Regions from separate parts of the Mus musculus genome. Here regions 2, 3, 4, 5, 6 and 7 are each linked to region 1. Evidence: chromatin contacts called from public HiChIP or PLAC-seq and promoter capture Hi-C data. All regions are on one chromosome and are shown on one strand. Each heading gives the region's core, a stretch centred on a gene start, on an enhancer-like site or on the middle of the called end of the contact. The rest is flanking DNA. Distances are from core to core; before and after follow the strand shown.

Evidence for each region. Promoter capture Hi-C pulls out the DNA fragments that hold promoters and counts their contacts. HiChIP or PLAC-seq counts read pairs in DNA pulled down with a chosen protein or histone mark.
Region 2: a contact with region 1 is called in a promoter capture Hi-C map of liver, with 6 times the contacts expected there. The contact joins the promoter of Lrrd1 here to the promoter of Gtpbp10 in region 1. A contact is called at or near these places in 7 of 39 promoter capture datasets (the 3T3-L1 cell line, embryonic stem cells, hippocampal neurons and 3 more).
Region 3: a contact with region 1 is called in a promoter capture Hi-C map of pre-B cells, with 2.0 times the contacts expected there. The contact joins the promoter of Gatad1 here to the promoter of Gtpbp10 in region 1. A contact is called at or near these places in 2 of 39 promoter capture datasets (embryonic stem cells and pre-B cells), 1 of 115 datasets of contacts at active chromatin or transcription factors (large pre-B cells) and 1 of 9 other capture datasets (adipose tissue).
Region 4: a contact with region 1 is called in a promoter capture Hi-C map of pre-B cells, with 5 times the contacts expected there. The contact joins the promoter of Akap9 here to the promoter of Gtpbp10 in region 1. A contact is called at or near these places in 13 of 39 promoter capture datasets (the 3T3-L1 cell line, 3T3-L1-derived adipocytes, the HPC-7 cell line and 8 more).
Region 5: a contact with region 1 is called in a promoter capture Hi-C map of pre-B cells. The contact joins the promoter of Krit1 here to the promoter of Gtpbp10 in region 1. A contact is called at or near these places in 8 of 39 promoter capture datasets (3T3-L1-derived adipocytes, cranial neural crest, embryonic stem cells and 4 more) and 1 of 115 datasets of contacts at active chromatin or transcription factors (embryonic stem cells).
Region 6: a contact with region 1 is called in an H3K4me3 HiChIP or PLAC-seq map of stem cell-derived neural progenitor cells, with 5 times the contacts expected there. The contact joins the promoter of Zfp804b here to the promoter of Gtpbp10 in region 1. A contact is called at or near these places in 5 of 39 promoter capture datasets (cranial neural crest, embryonic stem cells, frontonasal cranial neural crest and 2 more), 1 of 115 datasets of contacts at active chromatin or transcription factors (stem cell-derived neural progenitor cells) and 1 of 9 other capture datasets (embryonic stem cells).
Region 7: a promoter capture Hi-C map of pre-B cells shows a contact between it and region 1, with 5 times the contacts expected there. The contact joins the promoter of Pex1 here to the promoter of Gtpbp10 in region 1. A contact is called at or near these places in 4 of 39 promoter capture datasets (hematopoietic stem and progenitor cells, liver and pre-B cells), 1 of 484 Hi-C or Micro-C datasets (uterus), 1 of 115 datasets of contacts at active chromatin or transcription factors (pancreatic cancer cells) and 1 of 9 other capture datasets (liver).

The regions. Positions count from the first base shown.
Region 1 is chr5:5,558,232-5,560,931 of GRCm38.p6, forward strand. Gtpbp10 (GTP-binding protein 10 (putative)) reads right to left here and starts at 1,310. Exons shown (of 10, transcript NM_153116.2): 1 at 1,202-1,310. The coding sequence starts at 1,234.
Region 2 is chr5:3,843,733-3,846,530 of GRCm38.p6, forward strand. Lrrd1 (leucine rich repeats and death domain containing 1) reads left to right here and starts at 1,441. Exons shown (of 6, transcript NM_172879.3): 1 at 1,441-1,714. It overlaps Krit1 (KRIT1, ankyrin repeat containing), which reads left to right. Exons shown (of 17, transcript NM_030675.3): 17 at 1-783.
Region 3 is chr5:3,646,593-3,649,292 of GRCm38.p6, forward strand. Gatad1 (GATA zinc finger domain containing 1) reads right to left here and starts at 1,344. Exons shown (of 5, transcript NM_026033.2): 1 at 788-1,344; 2 at 192-317. The coding sequence starts at 1,027.
Region 4 is chr5:3,926,823-3,929,522 of GRCm38.p6, forward strand. It overlaps Akap9 (A kinase (PRKA) anchor protein (yotiao) 9), which reads left to right and starts at 1,364. Exons shown (of 48, transcript NM_194462.2): 1 at 1,364-1,668. The coding sequence starts at 1,621. Gm51438 (a long non-coding RNA gene) reads left to right here and starts at 1,767. Exons shown (of 2, transcript XR_003955841.1): 1 at 1,767-2,700.
Region 5 is chr5:3,801,684-3,804,485 of GRCm38.p6, forward strand. Krit1 (KRIT1, ankyrin repeat containing) reads left to right here and starts at 1,482. Exons shown (of 17, transcript NM_030675.3): 1 at 1,482-1,800. It overlaps Ankib1 (ankyrin repeat and IBR domain containing 1), which reads right to left and starts at 1,441. Exons shown (of 20, transcript NM_001289527.1): 1 at 914-1,441.
Region 6 is chr5:7,342,948-7,345,647 of GRCm38.p6, forward strand. It overlaps Zfp804b (zinc finger protein 804B), which reads right to left and starts at 1,431. Exons shown (of 4, transcript NM_001163223.1): 1 at 1,324-1,431. The coding sequence starts at 1,431.
Region 7 is chr5:3,594,769-3,597,533 of GRCm38.p6, forward strand. It overlaps Pex1 (peroxisomal biogenesis factor 1), which reads left to right and starts at 1,298. Exons shown (of 24, transcript NM_001293806.1): 1 at 1,298-1,749. The coding sequence starts at 1,621. Rbm48 (RNA binding motif protein 48) reads right to left here and starts at 1,779. Exons shown (of 5, transcript NM_172991.4): 1 at 1,198-1,779; 2 at 487-677. The coding sequence starts at 1,434.

The DNA.
Region 1 (2,700 bases), core at 60-2,559:
TTAAGTGAACCCGATGTCTATGTCTCTCTTTACTCAGAAACAGTCGTGACTTTGGGTTTTTACTGCTTCTGAAATAATAAAGTTTACAGTGCTGGATTCAAAGCCCTCACCGGATCTCACCGGGACAGCTGTCATTTGTTGGAGCCTTCCTGTTCTTTTCTGAGCTGCCCACTCTCCCTGCCACTCTATTCATGCTTTCTCCTCTGTTTAGATTATCATTTGTTCTTTCTATCATAAACCCATTTTCTGGTGTCAGTTTCAATGTATCCTCAAATACAACTAAACTATGGCTTATGGTTGTATGATCTGAGGCCTCCTTGGCCCATCACTCTCACTGACTGGCTTTTCAGGCTTCCTCGGACACTGGATTATATCCTCTGGTACTTTCCATTTAGTTTCCCTCACTAGGTAGGTAACTTCTTATAAAGCCAGTGTGTCATAATCCCAGGCTTTCAAATTACAGAGCAATCGTTTAAATTAATATTCACGTTTTTGGTAATCTGCAGTACTTTTGGGTATCAAAAAAATCTGTGGGTTTAAAAAAAAACAAAAACAAACTGAAGGTTGACCACCCTGAGATATTCCTGGTAAGGGCTTTTAAAGCTGTGTTCAGTATGTGACTTTTTCTTTATTTTCTAGATTTGTCATATTTATTAAGGACTCTCATTTATAATGGCTGTTCCTAACAACAGCTTATGTACATGACCTCTAGCTTTCACACACCGTTGCCAGTTAAGCTCACTGAGATTCTTTTTTAATTGAGCGGTTGGTTGCAGATTGTTATAAAAGTGGATTTTAAGACAGGCACTACATAAAAATTGACGTAAAATCTCTATATGAGGCACAGCAAACACACATTCTGACTTCCAGAAAAGTCTTCAGAAAGATATCAAAAGCAGTGTAAAGGAGGAGAAATGTATAAAAGCAGGTTATGGACTCTCTTTTAAACAATGAGAACCAAACCAAACAAACAAACAAGCCGGCACGTGCACCGCAATGCCGGGTCTAAACCGCAGGCAGGTCCCCAATTATCCTCTCACGTGCTTTGGGAACAATACAGGAATTCCCTAAAGCTGGACCCCAAACGGCCATCAGCGTGTCACTGAGACACAATCTTCTCCCAGGAGACGGGAACCGAGGAACGACAACCCAGGAGGAGAGCGGCGAAGACACCAAAGCTGGGGAGACCCCCGTCACGAACCTTTCTCAACAAAGCGCAACCGCAGCGCACCATGAGCTCCAAGGGGCAGGACTCCCGCCCGCAGAATCCGGACAAACTTCGGTCGGGCGCGCGTACTGACGTCACTACTGGTCGCAGAGGTGACGTCTCAGCGGATCCGCGCCTGCGTGCTGCATCGCGCTCGAGGAAGGTGGGCGTGTGCTTTGGACGCCTCTGGGTGCAGGAAGGAGAGTGCAGAGCCCAGATTCGTCTAAGTTGTGTGCAAGGGGAAGCAGGGCTCCGGGCAGGAGTCTCTGGAGTTGACGCTTTGAACGCTATGCGCTGGAGACTGGCCTGCCTCACAAACATTTTTATGGTAGCTGAAGAACCTGAGGTGCCAGGATTTTCTCACGATGAAAGACCCCTCCAACAGACACACTTGTACAAAACACCGAGAGCTCTAAAAGACTGCTGGATGATGGCTTGAGCAATTTTTCTAGCCAAGGCTTAAACTTCAGGAACCAGTCACTTAAAACTTGTAGCACAGAAGTATTGAAAGAAGTGTGACGATCTAGATTTTTACAAAGGATGATGTGTGCAGTGGAGGCAAACAGAAACCCCAACCTGGACTCAGCCGAGAGTTTTCACCTTTCATTTGAAGGCTGTCCTTGTGAGAACACGAGAGATTACATTCCAGCTTGGAGAGGAAGCTTCAGAAAAAGATCACTGAATGGCAGGCCCATTTCGCCAATCTTTCTGCCAAGTCTTTAAGTGAAAAAGGCACACGAGCGTACTAGAGGGGTCTCCCTTCACTGCTCATTTATTATTTTCTATCATTAGAATTATTAGGTTTAGAATCCTTGGCGAAATGTGACTCAGTCATGGTCACTGGCCAGGGCAGTGCAGCTGAGAGTAACCTTAAGGAATTGTTATGTTCCGTTTTTCAGTATGAGGTTGATTTAAAGTTAGTTACAGATAGCCCGAGGTCCTGCGCCTCTAAGGCCGCTTTCCTAGCTGGAACCTGGCAAAGGCTAGTCTTGAAACTCTGAAAATTGCAGTTACGGGCATTCTGCTACATGCCTGAGTCCTAGACTAGAAAACAGGACTCCAATTCATTTAGATAAGGTTCTGCATCCTAAACAATAGGATGGGGAATTTGGGAAAGGAGCGAGTCCTATTTGGAAGTACACAGTGTGGAAACTACTGCTCAGTCTAGATTAGTTTACTGTTCCTGGACTTTGAAGCTGTCATTTTCATTTAGATGTTTGGTTGGTTGGTTCTAGCCTCTGTAGATTAACATTAAATATTGACCCAAATGTCAGATGTTAGCCTCAATAAATATACTTACTATTTTAAAAACCAGAATATTAAGTTGCTGTTATCATACTTTTCCTGTTAAATCTAGAAAATGTGCTGCCATTTAAATTATGCCAAAATGTTTAGCCTAATGCACACACCTTCTAATGTTTATTTATGATTATTGAATATAGGCCCACTCTCTTTCCCATAACATACACAGAATATAATAACAATAAATAAAA
Region 2 (2,798 bases), core at 191-2,690, 1.7 Mb before region 1:
GTATGGTAATGCCTTCTGTATTATGTTTGCCTAGGACTGCTTTGGATATCTGTGATCTTTGTACTTCTATATCAATGTTAAGATTTTTGTTTTTCAGTTTCTGTGAGTATGGCATGAGAATTTTGATTGGAATAGCATTGGTCCTGTCTATTGCTTTTATTAGGATAGTTTCTTTCACAACTTTAAGTCTTATCCATTAGCATGGGATGTCTTTCAGTCTTTGTTTTCTTTGAACCTATGGGTTTTGGGATTGTTTGTTTACTGTTGTCAATTCCCTGATTTCTCTAAGTGTGCCATTGGTATGCAGTGGATTTTTATGTTAATCTTGTATACTGCTGCTTTGCTGAAAGTCTAGATCAGCTCTAGTTTCCTGATGATATGTTAGGGTTTCTTGTGTGTAGTATTGTATCACCAACTGACAGCGATACTTGACTTGTTTCCCAGTCCTATCTTTTTTATTTCCTTCTCTTTGTCATGTTGCTGTACCTTGAACACTATTTTAAATAGAAGTAGAGAATGGCCAGCCTCATATTGTCCCTGATTTTAATAGAATTGCCTCACGTTTTTCTCCATTGAGCATTTTATTGACTATGAGTCATATGTAGCTTTCATTGGATTGAAGTATACTCTCTACGGGGTTTCTCAAAGGATACATTTTCACTGTGAACTGTATTTACTCATAACTGCCCAAATTTCTTCAGTTGATGAGTGAGCAGACAAGTATATCCATATATGCAATAGGATGCTACTCAACAATAAACAATTGATGAACATTATATGAATATGACCACGAATATGAAGTTCCAGTTCACTGAAATAAGCCAGACTCAGAAGGTTAGCATTCCTTTTAGGGAACATTCTGGAAAAGATAAAACCACAGGGCAGACGGTATATAGCGGTTACTGGATGAAAGGATGGGTGTGGATAAACATGGGAACATAAAGGAGAAATGTAAAGAATGTGGGGGAAAGGGAAGAATATTCTCTGATGGTTGAAATAGCATGTGACAAAATTCAGTTGGATCAGAGTCTATACATAAATTTTAAACACATTTTTAAAAAAGAAGTAGTTTTTGTACAAGTTTGAAAACTTTTTTAAGGGGGGGGAGGGCTTAATAGAAATGTGTAAGTACCCAAATTTACTTAATGTCTAGTCAAAGAAAACTATTAGATAAGTGTGTGCTGTCCTGCCGCTCACCTCAAATTACCTAAATCGCTAGGCTGCAAGATCTCCTAAGGAGAGGACAGTCAACCAGCAAACTGCCCCACAGCTGGCCAGAGAAGGCTGCTGGGCAGCTGAATGACAGCAGGGCTCACCTAAAGCAACCCTTGCGACCAAAGCCAGCTCATAAACGCCAGAGGGAGGCGGGACACAACGGAGCCTGCGCAACCACCATCGCCACAATCACAGACATTCGCGCGCGGGCGTGCCCCCTGCCCACTTCGGAGAGCCACAGAGAGGCTCCACGGGACTGATCTAAGGACTGCTAAGCCCAGGCTAGGTTCTTTTCCCGCCTCCGCATCCCGCATCTCGGGCATCTCGCAACAACTGTAGAGGTGCGCATCCCCCTCCCTTCATGCTCCCAGCCCACCGCTTCTAGCATTTGCATTCTGTCCCAGGCTGCTTTAGCCTCCGCTCAGCGTTCTTCTCCCTACACCGGTCGAAGCATTGAAAAAGTCTTGTAGTTACCTGGATGGCCACATCGTTCAGATAGGTAACAAATTACCGTGTATCCTCAACTCTACTAATACTTGTTTAAAAAAAAAATAGTTTGATTTCGTTTTTGCTTATCTAATTGGCAATGTGTTTTTAAATAGAACTTAATGCTCATGAGAACGGAGATTTTTCTCAAAAACATTTTTTAGAGTGTTATTTATATATTTCAGCCTTTACAACATTTGTGGGACAGAGTACATGTGCGCGCGGGAAGGGGTGCACGGGGAAAGAGGACTCACATATGGAGGTCAGAGGACAAGTTGTTGGAGTCCTCTTTGACCTTCTGCTTCCACCGTGTGGGTCCCAGACATCAAACTCCTGTTGTCAGCCTTGGCAGCAAACGCCTTTCGCAGTCAAGCCATCTCACTGGGTAATTGATAGCAACTCCGGCAGTGGAATACTTTGAGGGCTAGGCTGGTAAAGCTTGTTTTTCAGATACCTGTTTTCAAATAAGTTCACTGGTTCACTACCATGAAGATGTTAACAGTCTACACTACTCAGTAACGTAGTCACCGGAAATACATACGGCTATGACTAGGGAGCTGCCTTGTAATTTCACTTATTTTTCATTGGAAAAGATACATGTTGTTAGTGTTTACCATATTGGAAAATACCATATATTAAGGTCTTGATGTTATCTCTTTCTCCCTGTGGGGAGAAGGCATGTAATATCACCAACTATTACTTCTAAGAAGCTGTATAAGACATCATACTTGCTTTTCCAGTACCTAATTTTCCTTTGGGGTGTCCTATCCCTCTATACCAGTGATTCTTAGCCTTTGTGTTGGGATCTCTTTAGGGGTCAAATGAACCTTTTACAGAGATCACCTAAGATCATTGGAAAACAGTCTTTTACATTTCAGTTCATAACAGTAGCAAAATTGCAGTTATGAGTAGCCTCAAAAATAATTTTATAGTTGGGATCACCCCAACGTGAGGAACTGTATATAGTAAAGCGTCTCAGTAGGAAGGGTGAGACCACTGCTCTATACTACAGCGTCCATAGCATTTGTGATTTAGGGGAGGCAGATGCTACCTCAGGCTTAGGCTCAACCATGCATGTGGATTGAAAAAGCATTCTT
Region 3 (2,700 bases), core at 94-2,593, 1.9 Mb before region 1:
AAAAAAAAACTGAGAAACTGCTTTTCTAATGTCAAAAACTGCCAATTTCTTCCAGGAGAGCTGTCTTTTGGGAAACCTTGCCTTCCCTCCAGAATACGGCCTAAGTGCACCTGAGAGGTACACCAGCCGTGGGAAGGCCCACCACACCCACAGTGTCCCATTAGGAAGCACAATGTCCACAACCATCTTACATTTTTTAACTTAAAAATATGTCTTCTCCCTTTTCCTTTCGTGGAAACTTTCTTTTCAGCAGCTGGAGCCGATTTGTATTTGGTATTTCTGAGCCGGGCCGACCTTCTGTGAATTTCTTGCTTACTCTGTTACACAATTTAGAGAAAAGGAAATTAAAACTGCAGAAGAAAAGCCAATACAATAACCTCACAAAGATCAGAGGATAATACACTTTGTTAAAAGAAATTAAAAACAAAAAACTTAAAAGACCGAGGGCTGAGATGTTAAACTCTGTAGGGCCTCCCAAGAGATGGCGCTGCTTTCAAGCGGGAAGAGGACAGAAGTGGGGGGAGGACAAGGCAGGAACTATTTATTATTCGTTTGCTGAACTGATCTATTTTACGCCCCCCCCCAAGTTTCCTGCATATCTCAGAACAGAATTCTAATGCTGACATTTTTAGCGACCTACTAATTTATTAACGTGACAAGGACTTGATGGGCAAGAGGTCCTCGACCTACAAGCAAATGGCCTCGTCCGGCTGCCCCGGTGCGTCCCGCACCGCCCGGTCTACGGCAGGAAGCCCTTCTCCCGAGGAGGGAGAGGCCGAGGGCTCACCTGCTTGCCGCCGCCGCCCCCGTTGCTCTGCGAAGGACCGGCCGAGGTGGTGGCGAAGGTGGTGGTGCCGAAGCCACCGCCGCCGCCGCCACCGCCCCCGGTCCCGCCCGCCACTCCCGCGCCGCCGCCGCCCCGGCCCGTGCAGTGATGGCAGAGGATCTCGCCCTGTGGACTCTTCTTCCACATGGAGGACGACGTAGTCTTGCACATGCTGCAGGTGGGCTTCAGGCCCAGCGGCATGCTGGCCGGCTCGGGCGGCCCCCGCGGGCGCAGCGACACGGGAATGGCGGCCGTCTGCACGGGCCGCCCAGGGGTCGGCCGGCCACCTCGGCGACTGGAAGAGCAAGGTCGGAGGTGCTGGGCCGCCCGCGCCGGGACCCAGCGGCCACCGCTGACCCCTGGAGGCGGGAAGCGGGCTCCCGCAGCCCGGGACCCAGCCCTGGAGCTGGGCCGCCCGCGGGGCACGCAGGCCCGATACTCGGCGCGGCCTCCCGGGAAAGCCAGCTCCGCCCTAGGGGACGCTATCCGGGGCGGCCGCCGCCGCCGCCGGGGTCCCCAGGGCGACCACGACCCTGCCTCCGCCCACCGGGGCTTCCGGCGATGGGCGGAGCTCCCGGGGCGGGGCGGGGCGGGGCCGAGTGAACCAGTGTGCCTGACCTAGGCTTTGGGGCTCCGGAAACCCCGCCTACTGGCCGGAAGTGGCCCTGCCAGACTTACCATTGCCTGTCACTCTTCTGAGTTTACAACTGGCTGGGGGGGGGGGGGGCTGGGGGGGGGGAATGGATGTAAAATTTCCCGTTAAAAGTGAATTTCAAATGACTAGTGAGAGTGGCCCATGTAATAGTAGTTATATGATACTCATACTTATCCTGTGTTTTCATTTGATAAATGTAGCCTTATTGATCAAGACCCTTTTAAAAGTCTTAATTAATTAATTTGACTTTGGAGGCTAGGGAGGTGACCTGATGGTAAAGTTCTTCTGGCACAAGCTTATGGCCTGAGTTTGACCCCCAGTACTCACGTAAAAAGCTAGGTGTGTTAGGGCTGGAAAGACAGCTAAGACTAGATCCAGTATTAGCACCTACACTGTGAAACTTAATTTAACATTCTTGCTTGGCATACTACTTAACATTAGAATAAAGTGCTCTCGAGCCCCCTCCCCCCCAAAAAAAGAATTGAGGGTCTAAGAAATTCATATAATAAGAACATTCAGACAGAAAACAGCAGAAACACCAGTGTGGACTGGATGAGATTAATTTATTAGTCAATGATTTATTTTACCTGGGTCAATGTAACAGTGCTGTGCACTGAATACTGAACGTGAGGGGTTTATGAGTTAGTTGGGTTAGAAATGAGCAATGTGCAGAAGAATTCCTATCAATTATTTCTCATGAGTTATACTATAATTAAAACGTTACAGTTTTGTATTACACAGTTGGGTTCAGAGCTGGGATATTTGTATCTTATATGGCTTCACATCACTTATTTGCATAAAGAACAAGCAATACATTATACCTTCCTAACGTTTAAAATAAAGTATATTAGCATAAAGGCTCCCAAAGAAGATTCCTGGAGACTGCATTGAACACTGCTTTAACTAGGGGTGATTGCTGGAAGAATTTATCGTTTTCTGTGAACTTTGGTTCGAGGAACTGGACACATTTCAACCTGGATTTAAATCACTGCAAAACTAGTAGTTCTCTGGGAGGACCATTAGCAAAGCAGATACAATACACTTTCACCTGGAAAGGAGATGTGTATTATTTGAGAGAATTAAGCCTGAACATTGGCTATGTTCGTTGAAGTCTAAAGCTCCCAGGGAAACTAGCCCAAGGAATGAAGGAATTCCTAAGTACTGGTTACAGGTAAATAAATATTTCTTTAATTGAACAACTGTATGCTCAGTGGAGTTT
Region 4 (2,700 bases), core at 114-2,613, 1.6 Mb before region 1:
TATCCTGGGCTTGCTCCTCCTAGGCAATCAGAATCAACCGAGCATCACTTAACTCCAGGCAGTTTAGAACACTTCATTCTAGACCTGGAGCCACAAAGGGCTCCCGAGAAAAACACGCCTCTCTTAGATCAGCCTCTTTTACTTTCCTTTATTCTTATGATGAGGTGTCTGTTCTCACGTCCCCAATTCCAGCTGAGAAAATGGGGCAAATACACACTTGATTGTTTTAGGTTGGCACAATTATGTTTGAAATATAAGATTTCTAAATTACAGGTACTAGAAACATTTTTGGTGTCTGATAGAGCTAAGGTTTTTAGTCTCCCCCTTTCATATGTATATCCAGTTAACACTACTTCTATGATTAAACTAATATCTTTAGTTCTTACCTGCTAATTTTTCAGTCCAAACCTATGTTAAAACAAAGAAGAAAGGCTCAATCTGAGACACTAAAATGGTTCGTTCACTCCAGAAATGGATTTGAGGGGCAGGAGAGGGGAAAGAGGGAGTGAGGGAAGGGAAAGAAAGGATTGCCAGAGCAGGTGGGGGAGGAAAGATGTTAAGAATCGATTTATAAGCACGGCTCAATAAAATGTAACAAAGTTTATTGGGCATAATCTTTCACAGTAGCCATTTCAAGAAATAGAAAGGACAAAGGTTTGAGTGTTTTCACATTCCAGGAGCAGTCATAAATATTAGGCAGCTCGTCCAAGAACTCCAGGTAAAGTCAGAGAACCATAGCTGTTTTAAGGTCTTTAAAGTTCAAAGTTAACATAGTCCCTTTTGCTTGGAAAACCTTTTTCCAGCCCTTTACCTGAGGTAATGTCTACCTCAGAGGTGAAGGGGAGAGAGGTAAGCCAGGAGGGGTCATGGTGGGGTGGGGGGGATGGGAGGAGAGGGGGGCTGAGGTCAGGATGTAAAGTGAATAAATAACTAATGGGGGGCTGGAGGAGGGAAAGTTAGGGTAGACTGGCTTTGTTCCCAACTTAGATTCCGAATTCGAGTTCCTTAGGAACACAGTTGCCAAGGAGAAGGAAGCCCCTAGGAGTGTCTCAGCTTCACTCCAGAGAACAAAGAGTTGGGAGAAGGCTCTACCGTAGGCTGCTCTTCCAGCGCAAGGCGAAGGAGAAGACTATGGGTTGAGAGGGAACCTGTGGGGGAACTGAGGGAGGGATTTGGGGTGAAGGAAGGATCAGGCTTCCCCGGGTTGGAGGGGGGAGGTTCCGCCCTCGCCCTTTCCACTGCGGCTCCTTGTTGTGAGGCCGCGGTCGCTTTGGAATTGGAAATGCAGCGCGGCGTGTTCCGAGCACCGGGTCCCCGGAGCAGTGGGTGTCGGGCCGCCGGACCCTGACCCTCCCTCCGCCCCGGTCAAGCCGGGCGCGCACAAGCACCTGCCGGGCCACGCTCGCGGCTGCGCCGGCCGCCCGCCCGCCCGCTCCGCCCCGCCGGCCGCCGTGTGTTTACGTGGAGACGAAGATGGCGGCGGTGACCGCGGGGCCCGTGCAGGCCGGCACGAGTCGCCGGTGAGCGCCCAGCGTGTCCCGGGTGGCCACGGAGCTCTGTCCGCCTCTTTCTAAACAGATCTTTCCTCTCCACTGCGTCCCAGCCTACCCTGCAGACGCCATGGAGGACGAGGAGAGGCAAAGGAAGCTGGCAGCCGGCAAGGCGAAGGTAGGAGCGCGGCGGCCACGGGCCGCGTCGGGAGGCGGTGACCCGGGGCGGAGGCTGGGGGAGAGGCCGGGCCGCGGGGCCGGGGCCGGGGCTGGGGCTGGGGCTGGGGCCGGGGCCGGGGCTGCGGCTGGGGCTAGGGGGCTGCGGCTGGGGCTGAAGAGCCGCCCTCTCTTGCTGCTGCTGGAGACCTGATGACTGCACCGCTCGGCTTGGTTCCTTTCTCCCCGGTGCCACACAAAACCCCCTCTCACCCCGGCTGTTAACTGCTAAGGAATTGCTTCGCAGCCACCACCCTTTCACTTTCTGAAGGGAGTTCAGGGAGTCGGCCAGGCTTTGTGCTTTCCGGAGCAAGGGTTTAGGGTTTTCTTTATTCCGGGAACACCCCTGCGCTGACCATCAGCCTGCCTTCTTGAGGTGTCACGCTGGCACTCTTGGTGTGTGTGTGTGATTGGCCTGTGACAGCTGCCTCGGCAGTGTCTTGAGTGTGCCACAAGTGCCAGCTGTGAACTTGGCTGTAGGGGCGTTCTTTTTGTTTTTTGTTTTTTGTTTTTGTTTTTGCCGTTCTTTGTATATTCGTGCTTGAGGTCTTTGTCATGGCAGGCTCTTTTGTAATGTGTGGAATGGAACTTCGGGGCATCGAAAGGTTCCATAGACTAAAACACCTACAGAATTGCTGTTTTAGATAATGTATTTGTTATTATGTATTTGGTAAGTTTGATTTTGTGTGGGTATGCGGGTATGGCAAGTCATGTATAATCCAGACTTATATGTAGGCATCTTCCAGTGGGCTTACTAAATAATTTGACACTGTTATGAATGGAATAGAATGATTTCTTTGTAAAATTACCTGTTTGAGCTTACCTTTGGACCTCCTTGCTCCCAAAAATGAAGTTACCTTTAAGATATAGTGCCTTTTTTTAAGACCTTATTGTTACTGGGAATAATTAAGTTATATTTTAAGCTTATTGTACTTGTTAGTTTGGAACTGTGATATGGAAGTGTTGTAAGCTAAATAAACCCCTCTCCTCTCCA
Region 5 (2,802 bases), core at 232-2,731, 1.8 Mb before region 1:
TTTAGAATTATCATTTGCTTTCTAATAGTACCTTAAAAAGTAGTTAATGCATTGACAGCTGTCTAATCACTGACAGTATTAAAATTATATTTTAATCTAATTTCTGGAAAGTTCTGCAAAAGCAACCTAAAAATGCAAACTAAAATTTAACGAGAAACAGCCTAGTCAAACAGTAATCAAAACAGTAAGAAATTAACAGCATCCAAAGTACACTATCTAAAACTCCAGATGTTTTCACATTTGGTCTTCACATTTACTAGTAAACCTGAATGGGTCTTTCAATCCAAAGATTTTTCAACATGCCGTTCCATAAGAATGACGCTTGTGAGAATAAAAACTCTTCAAGACCTGCTTCATTACAGCTGTAGCTTCAATTACCTCCGACTCAAACATCAATGTACGAACAGTTCACACATACGTAGAGGAATGAGGGTACAGAGGAGCGTTCATTCTTTTGTTTGGGTGGCAAAAGCAACACAAATAAAGGTTCAGTGGTGCCATCTGCACCTATCCCCACCCATGACAGTCCTACAGAGCACTTTTAACCTAGTCGCTCCTCACTATTTCAGGTCCACGGAGTTAGTGGAATCCAAGGCTTTCCAGGTCCCAACAAGGGTTGCGGAGACTGTGAGGTCCGGGGTTCTACAGAAAATGAAGGAGGGCACGAATCTTTTGAGGACAGAGGGACAAGGCTATGTAGACGTGTGTGGAGGATGGGACGCGCCGCGGAAACCGGGAGGCTTGCAAATTCGCGAGCGCGAGAAACCCCGTAGGGCAGACAGGATGCTGTGCTCCTTCGGGGACGGGGAGAGAAGGGGTGACAGGGCAACCCTCGCAAGAGACGCGGAAGGGCGTGAACTAGGCAGGCTCGAGACTGCCTCGGCCAGAGCCGAGCCGCGAAGCAGAAACTTACGGTTACTTCTCCCGGCCGGGACCGGGCTCGCGTCGATTCCCCCCAGATCTGCAGGTCTTCCTCTGTCGCGGCCACCTGGCTCTCGCGCCGAGCGGGTGACCTCTCGGGTCCACTCGGCGCCCCACCCACCCGCCGGCGGCGGCGGCTGCGGGAGCCGGAGGATGCGCGCTGGAGGCCCGCGGGAAGCGCTGCGCGAGCCCGACGCGCCCGGCGAGCTCACACTGGGCGGGCGCCCCCCATCTTCTCCCGCTGCGCGCCGCCGCTCTCAGGCTATGGAGGAGGGGGGCGGTGGCGCCTGCCTCCGCCGCTCGCTCAAGTCCAGCGCATGGTCGTGCCGCGTGCGCACGCAGCCGCGGAGGCCGACCTCCCTTCCCCGACCCCCGTCCTTGCTATAGCTAGCGTCGGGCTCGGCTGCCGCCAAACCCCGCGAGCTCACGGTCGCCCGCTCCCAGACAGCTGCGGCCGCCGCGCGAAGTGGCACGGACCGGCACGAACGGCGGCTCCCCGCGGGCCGACCCGGAAGCTTTTTCAGCCGCAAACCTGAAGCGGCCTTGGGGGCGTAACCCCGGAAGTTATTGCCCGGCGCCGGTAGCGGTGGGATGGCGAGCTGAGGCCTTTGGGAGCCCGAAGCTGGTGGAGAGGCTGAAGGGTTCCTGGAGCCGAGGGAGAGGAAGGACGGTGGGGAACAGGTGCCCTGAGACCCGAACTCGCGGGGCGGCTTTTGGTGACAATCCAGGGGCTTCCTGCCACAGGAAGTTGGGGTGGGCCTCCTAGATAGGCAGAAGGAATGAGAAAACGGTGACGGGCTGGCTCCGCCATCCTTCGACTGCCGCCCCACCCACTGACTTGGATGTAGCGGCTCGGGAGAGGATCCGCCGCCCGCCCGGGTGAGTCTTTCCCGTTTCCTTGGCGGAAACAAGGAAAGCAAGGCAAGAAGAGCCAGACGCCGGCTGGAGCCAACGGCAGGAGCACCGAAGCTCGCCCACGAGGCTCTGCATCAAGGCGTGTTGTTTCTTACACGCCGGTACCGAAAAGTCACCGGCGTCTCTTGGGTGGGAACTTTTGGAGCAAAAGCAGCTTTGCATTTTTCCCGGTAGGGGAGCACTGGTGGGTGGTGCCAAGGGAAAGACTTCCCAGGCAGTGTTGTCATTGCCAGGACAGTGACAGCTTATCGATTGTAGCTGTCTTCTCCCATCTATCCGAGTTCTTCCTTTATGTCTCCTTTTGGCTTGCACTCTCTGCTCTCTCCTCCCCTCGGTCTTTGTAACTTCACCAGAAGCCTTGATGTGGTTGGCCGACCTCAAGATTTCAGCTCCATTCCTGTCCTGCTCTCTCAGGGAACTTAGCGTGTCTTTATTGTAAACAAACTCACTGACCCACAAAGGAGTAATTACCCCTGCTGTGGGCACTAAGTGAAAATTGTATGCCTCTCCTTTGTCAATCATAATGAAAATCAACAATATCCCTGCATATTTTTTAAAAAAATCGCAGACAGCCCTCCAAGTTATGAACCATCTCCACTTACATAAGTCCTCATTTTTTAGGCAGCATATCATTCATGCCTGAGCATTTCTCCAGTGCAGTGAGCCATATAGCATATTAGCAATGGCTTTATTTATTTTTATTCTTTTGACTAGTTCTCTCTTCCTGTCGGTTTCAGTTGCACCAGCTTCACCTTCATCGCTGGTAGCTTTTGTTGTTTTCCTGGCTTCAACCTTTGTTTCCTTTTATGTCATTGGAAGACTATTTTAAGTGCTCCAGTACAAATACTTTTTTAAAAATAAACTTAAAATAAAAAAAAAAAGAATTTTTGCGAATATGTTGCTAGCAGTAAGTTTGTTTTATATATTTAAAATATGAGTATTTAAAATATATAATGAGTATTCACA
Region 6 (2,700 bases), core at 181-2,680, 1.8 Mb after region 1:
AAAGCAGGCAAGATTCAGACCCACTGCTTAGGCTGACTGTGGGCTATATTTTTCAGTCAGCTGTAACTGCCAAGTCCCTTTCTAGCCCTGTGAGTTTAATTGTAACTGTTAATGCAAACAGTGTTTTCCCAGTAACACTTCTGGCTTCTTCTCATTTAGTTTGGGGTGTTACAACAACACACATTTTAAAACATGAGCAGAGAGTCTGTCATTGGGAATCTTAGTAATGTATGTGAGTACACGTAACCTCCCGATTCCAGATTCCACATGCAAATCACAGATGCTGTTTAACCAGTGGTATTTATAATATATAGCAGTTGTAAATAGTTCACACTAATGAAGTATTCAGCTGTAATGAAAAGTATGAGGTAGAAAATACTCGAGTAAGTTAAATTCTTCCTCTCTACGTCATACAGAATAAAAATACTCTCAAAACCAGATTAGAAACTTGTTCATTGAGTTTGGATACTTGGTCACTTACTGTGGTCTAAAACTGATCATACATGTAAAAATACTCAAACTATGTATATGTGCATGCATGCACACATATATACGTACATTTTTCTTTAAACTCATTTGAGCCCTTAAAACGTTAGTTTATAGCACCTGTTATTGATTGATATAGTAAATTGATATAATTAATTGATATAGTAAAGCCTTTGATTTTGGATGACAGAATTTGAACAGTTTACTAAGCAAAATGAAACAACTGAAATTGCAGGTTAACTTAATGTTCTGAAATACAGCAAACAATCTGATTTGATTTTCCACAAAAAAAAAAAAAAACCAAAAACAAACAAACAAAAAAAAAAACAAAACAAAAAAACCTCATTCACTTTCTTCTAAAGAATTTGAGTCTTAGATTTTAGAACTCTGAGAAACCACCCCTTTTCATTTCTCCAAGACAAACAAACCCCTTGAAGAGTTTATTTTCTTATAAAGCAGCTGTAAAATTATTAAACTAATCTGAAAGTATGACTTCACAAAACACATTATAGAGTGTCACTCAAACTTTCTTCACTACCCAAATCCTCAGATTCCTAGTGCACTCTGAGGGAAGATCTACCTTCTCCCTGCAGTTAACTGTGCTCAGTGAACATTTGCATACATACCACTACAGATCAAATGACTGGGACGACAAGAAACTCGCAAACACACACCCCTCGCTATAATTGTCTGCAAAGTGTGTCTGCTGACAGAGCGCTTACTCCCTAGGAGACAAACCTGCTCTATCAGTCAGGACAGTATCTCCTAATGTCTCTTTTTGTTTGCATTCGGTTTTGAACGTGTACGGATGGGTGTGTGCGTCTGTGTGCACATTACCGGAGACGGAGATCCATTCTTGCAGAGGGGCCCTCTGAAGACTCCCTTAATGCCCCGGTAGTGCCCATTGCTGAGATGTCTCGAACTGATGACCAGGTAACAAGCCATGTGGGTCCCCGCTGGAGGTGTAGTCTCAACTCCTTACTGAGCGACCAACAGGCAGGGAGATGCAGGCTGGCTCCTCCGCAGCAACAGTGACTGCCACCTCCAGAGAAGAAGAGGCCAGCAGCAAGCTGGGAACAGAGTGCCCGCGCGCCCCCGCACCTCGACCTGCGCGTGGCTCTCGCTGCCCACAGCGGCTGCTTGGACTGAGGCGGCGGCGGCAGCAGCCCAGAACACTTAGGGGACCTGGCGAACCAGTCCACATACTGTTCTGACGAGGCGGCGCTCAAAGGCGGGCTGAAGATGTGTTTTTTAAAGGACAACTTCCTGAGTCCACCAGGGAATCGGAGTCCTCCGCCCCCTTTACCCCGCCCCCTGCCGTTGCTGGGTGCAGGCGGAATGGGGTGGGGACATTCAGGTGCAAGTTGGCATTTTCCAGCCGCCGAGTCCCCAGGCTGAGCTGTAAGCTGCGGAACCCGGGATGCAGCCGACGCAGTCTGTACAGGGAGCGTGGCGTTCCTCCGTGGGTCCAAGAGCTGCCCCCTCTGCAGTGTCCGAGAGAGGGCGAGCGCAAGGAGTTGGAGATGTGGTGACTACAGCGAGGCGCGGAGACTGTGAGCGCTCAGCTTGGAGCTGTGGACTCTGTAGGGTCTAGGTTCCCGGAGTAGCAAGGAGAGATGACAGCTGCCACACGGGTCTCACTGCTCCTCCTCCTGAAACCACCAGCACCAATCTCTCGACCCTTCTGCCCCGCTTCTGAGCCAACTTTCTAAGGGGTTTAGGGGGCGGGAACCCAAGAAGAGTAGGAAAGACTGTGGAGGGATCTGGAAGAGAGCGTTTCCTTTAGTCATTTTCTGCCTGCTCACCTCTAGGGCCCCCTGCATCAAGGCGTCAATGGCCGGGAAAAAAAAGCTTCCCAGTCTCCTGTAGGGGCGAAAGGTTCAGCTGAAAACAGAGCCCATTAAATGCACTGTGGTGGTCAGTTCGCAGCGGAGAAAGGAACTTTTAGCTGTCAAACTTACTTATGGAAGCTAGATACATCAATGCATAGGTTTATGTGCACATATATGCACACATCTAGCTACAAAGGCTCACTTATTCTACCAGTTAAGACGCAATTGTTTGGTCGGTAGAGGTCTTTGTTTTCCCAGTCCCTAACAACCTTGTTCTTGGGGGTCTTTGGTTAAGTGTAAATTTAGCCATAAGGGAACAAAATGGACTGAAAATAAAACATGTGTGTGTGTGTGTGTGTGTGTGTGTGTGTGTGTGAGTGTG
Region 7 (2,765 bases), core at 48-2,547, 2.0 Mb before region 1:
ATCCACAGGACTGATAATTTACTTCAAACGTAATTCTTAATCTACCACACTACAGGTTCAAAATTTGCCAAGCACAGGTATGAGAGGATGGGAAGAGTATTGTTGTAAAGTCAGCCTTTTAAAAGCTTGAAGGAAGAGCTGGGATGTCACTCACTGTTAGAGTGATTAAGTCGCAGATGTGAGGCCTGGTGAAAAACAAACTGGAAGGCGAGGTGGAGTGGTGCATACCTTTAAACCCAGCACTCGAGAGTCAGAGGCAAAGGCAAAGGGATCTTTGAGTTCAAGGCCAGCCTGGTCTACAGAACTAATTCTAGCACAGCTAAGGCTATCCAAATAAACCCTGTCCCCTCCCCTCCTCCCCCCAATCAGGAAGACTGAGAGCAAGAAGTGCTTCTGTGCTTTGGGTACATTTGGGAAACAGTTGGGGCCAAAATGACAGCAACAGGAATAAGATTTTAACAGGAGTTCTGCTTAACTTGTACATACCTTGCACTCTGTAATTTCACAAATTTAATGAGATAAACTTCTGTAAAATCTTCCGCTGGGTATTCATCTAGAGCGTTATACTGTTCAATCGCACCATACAGAGCAAAACGCTCAACTAATTCCTTCATGGCTCCCACTGCAGGAACTCCTTGTATTAGTAAGTACTGAGACTCCAAATTGATTGTATATACCTAAAGTCAAAGGAGACCTCGTTAAATGTACTCTTCAAACAAGCCTATGGCAAATCGGTCCTCCCACCCCCTTTTAAATGGAGCTTTGAAAACAAGAAACAATCCGGTCTGCAAAACATACACACTAAACTGTCACTCTTCTGCCTAAAGACTACCACACTCCACATAAGGGTATCTGACTAAACCACTTAACAGACGTCTTTTCCAAAAGCTGACTCCAGAGAGGTTAATGTAAACAGCCACTGAACACTCACTCACCCTGGGCTTGCCCTGTGAGAAGCGCTATTGTAAACACATAGGATACAAAGCTAAAAATAGTGGGTTGGAGGTTTGGTAAGCAGCTAACCGAGGGTAGTGATAACCTTTGGTACCGGGGCCCGGGTTCTTCGTGCCCCCTCCACTTAGAGATGGATCTCACAACATCCCTGCCATGCCTTTATGGAGGCAGGCCTTGGGGAGCTAGTGCTCACAGGAATTTAGTGTCCCTGCCGAGGGGAGAGAAGAATCCGAGTCACTCTACCTTGACCGCGCGAGGGCGTCGGCCCTCCCGGTATTTGGCCCGCGAGTCACACACAGCCGTCTGGACGTGGTGATCGAATACGCCACCAGGTTTCCCGTCACTGGATGCCATCTTGCCGGCTCTAGTCCCCCGCGCCAGAACAACATCCGCCAGCCGCGCTCCTCTGAGTCCAATAAGAGAGCAGGATGGACCAGGCGTGCTAGGATTGGCTGAAGGATCGACCCCATCGACGATCATCTCCTGAGAGCGAGAATTCGACGAGCGACGTGCCGCCCCCTAGAGCTTCGGAGGTGGCCCGAGGGTGACAGCGGCCGGGCGTGGGAAGAGGGGGGCGGGCCTGATCGATGTTCTCGGGTTCCGACGCTCTCACCTGACGAGAAGCCGGTGGACTCCGCTCTCCGGTGAGAGTTGAACCTTGGGACAATGTGGAGCAGCGATCGCTTAGCGGGTGCGGGGTCTGGTGGGGCGGTCGTGACGGTGGCCTTCACGAATGCTCGGGACTGCTTCCTGCATCTGCCGCGGCGCCTCGTGGCCCAGCTTCACCTGCTGCAGGTAACGCGCTGGCGGGACGCGGACACCACTGACGTCTCGTGGGACTAGGGTCAGCTGACACCTTTTCCTGCAGGGACATCGTCTGCCACCGACCCCGAGCTGAGGCGTGAGCGAGGGCCCCCTGCGGGCATGGCGTGGAGTGGCAGCGTGTGCATCCACACCACGGCTAGTGTATCCTCAGACCCTACCGTGGAATTCCTAGTGCACCCCTTTAACTCGGTTAAAGCAAGCTGAGCATGCAAGGGTTCTGCCCCAGCAGTCAGAAGCGGCCCTCACTCAAGGATGGAAAGTTCTAGAGAGCTCTTACAGGTTTGCTTACAGGTTGCTAAAGCATTATCCTGCCAACGAGTTGCCGGTGCAGCGATAGAGGTGTTGAGTGGCAGACTTGGTTTGTAGATTACCAAGGTTTCCAACCTGTGCGAAAGGTTAATAAAAGGATAGATAGCTCTCCCTGCTCCGGAGGACTTCGAACATAGCAAGAATATGTGCGGCGAGGGAGGTGGGGCGGGGTGACAAGGTGATGGAATTATTCACACCCCACACTTTCACCTCGGTAGCTAGGATTACTTGGACCTCAGCGAGCTGTCTGGATTCTGTCATTATGGTGTTTCAAGGCTATTAACCATCGGTGGAAATACAGCATCCATATTTTCCTAAGAGTGAGCAGAAATAGACTCTCTTAGTTTGAGTGTATTCATGGGGTTAGAGTATTTGAAATCTAAAATCCTAGATGCATGGTACCTGAACACTGGGTCATAAAAAAAATATACAAGAGTTTGAAATGACTTCAAGTATTCTACCTTTATTTCCTCTTTGCTACATTTATCTTGCTTTTACAGTCCACCTATCAGAACACACCAATTTCATCAGAACCATTCTTACTGTTAGTTTATCTCCACCAAATATTCTCTAACTCTCTGGTTTGCTTTCTGGTGACTGAAAGGAATCATTCACTGTTACCAAATCCCAGCTTGGATCATTATTCCCTGTCATTTCTGATGGGGATTTTTCAGTGT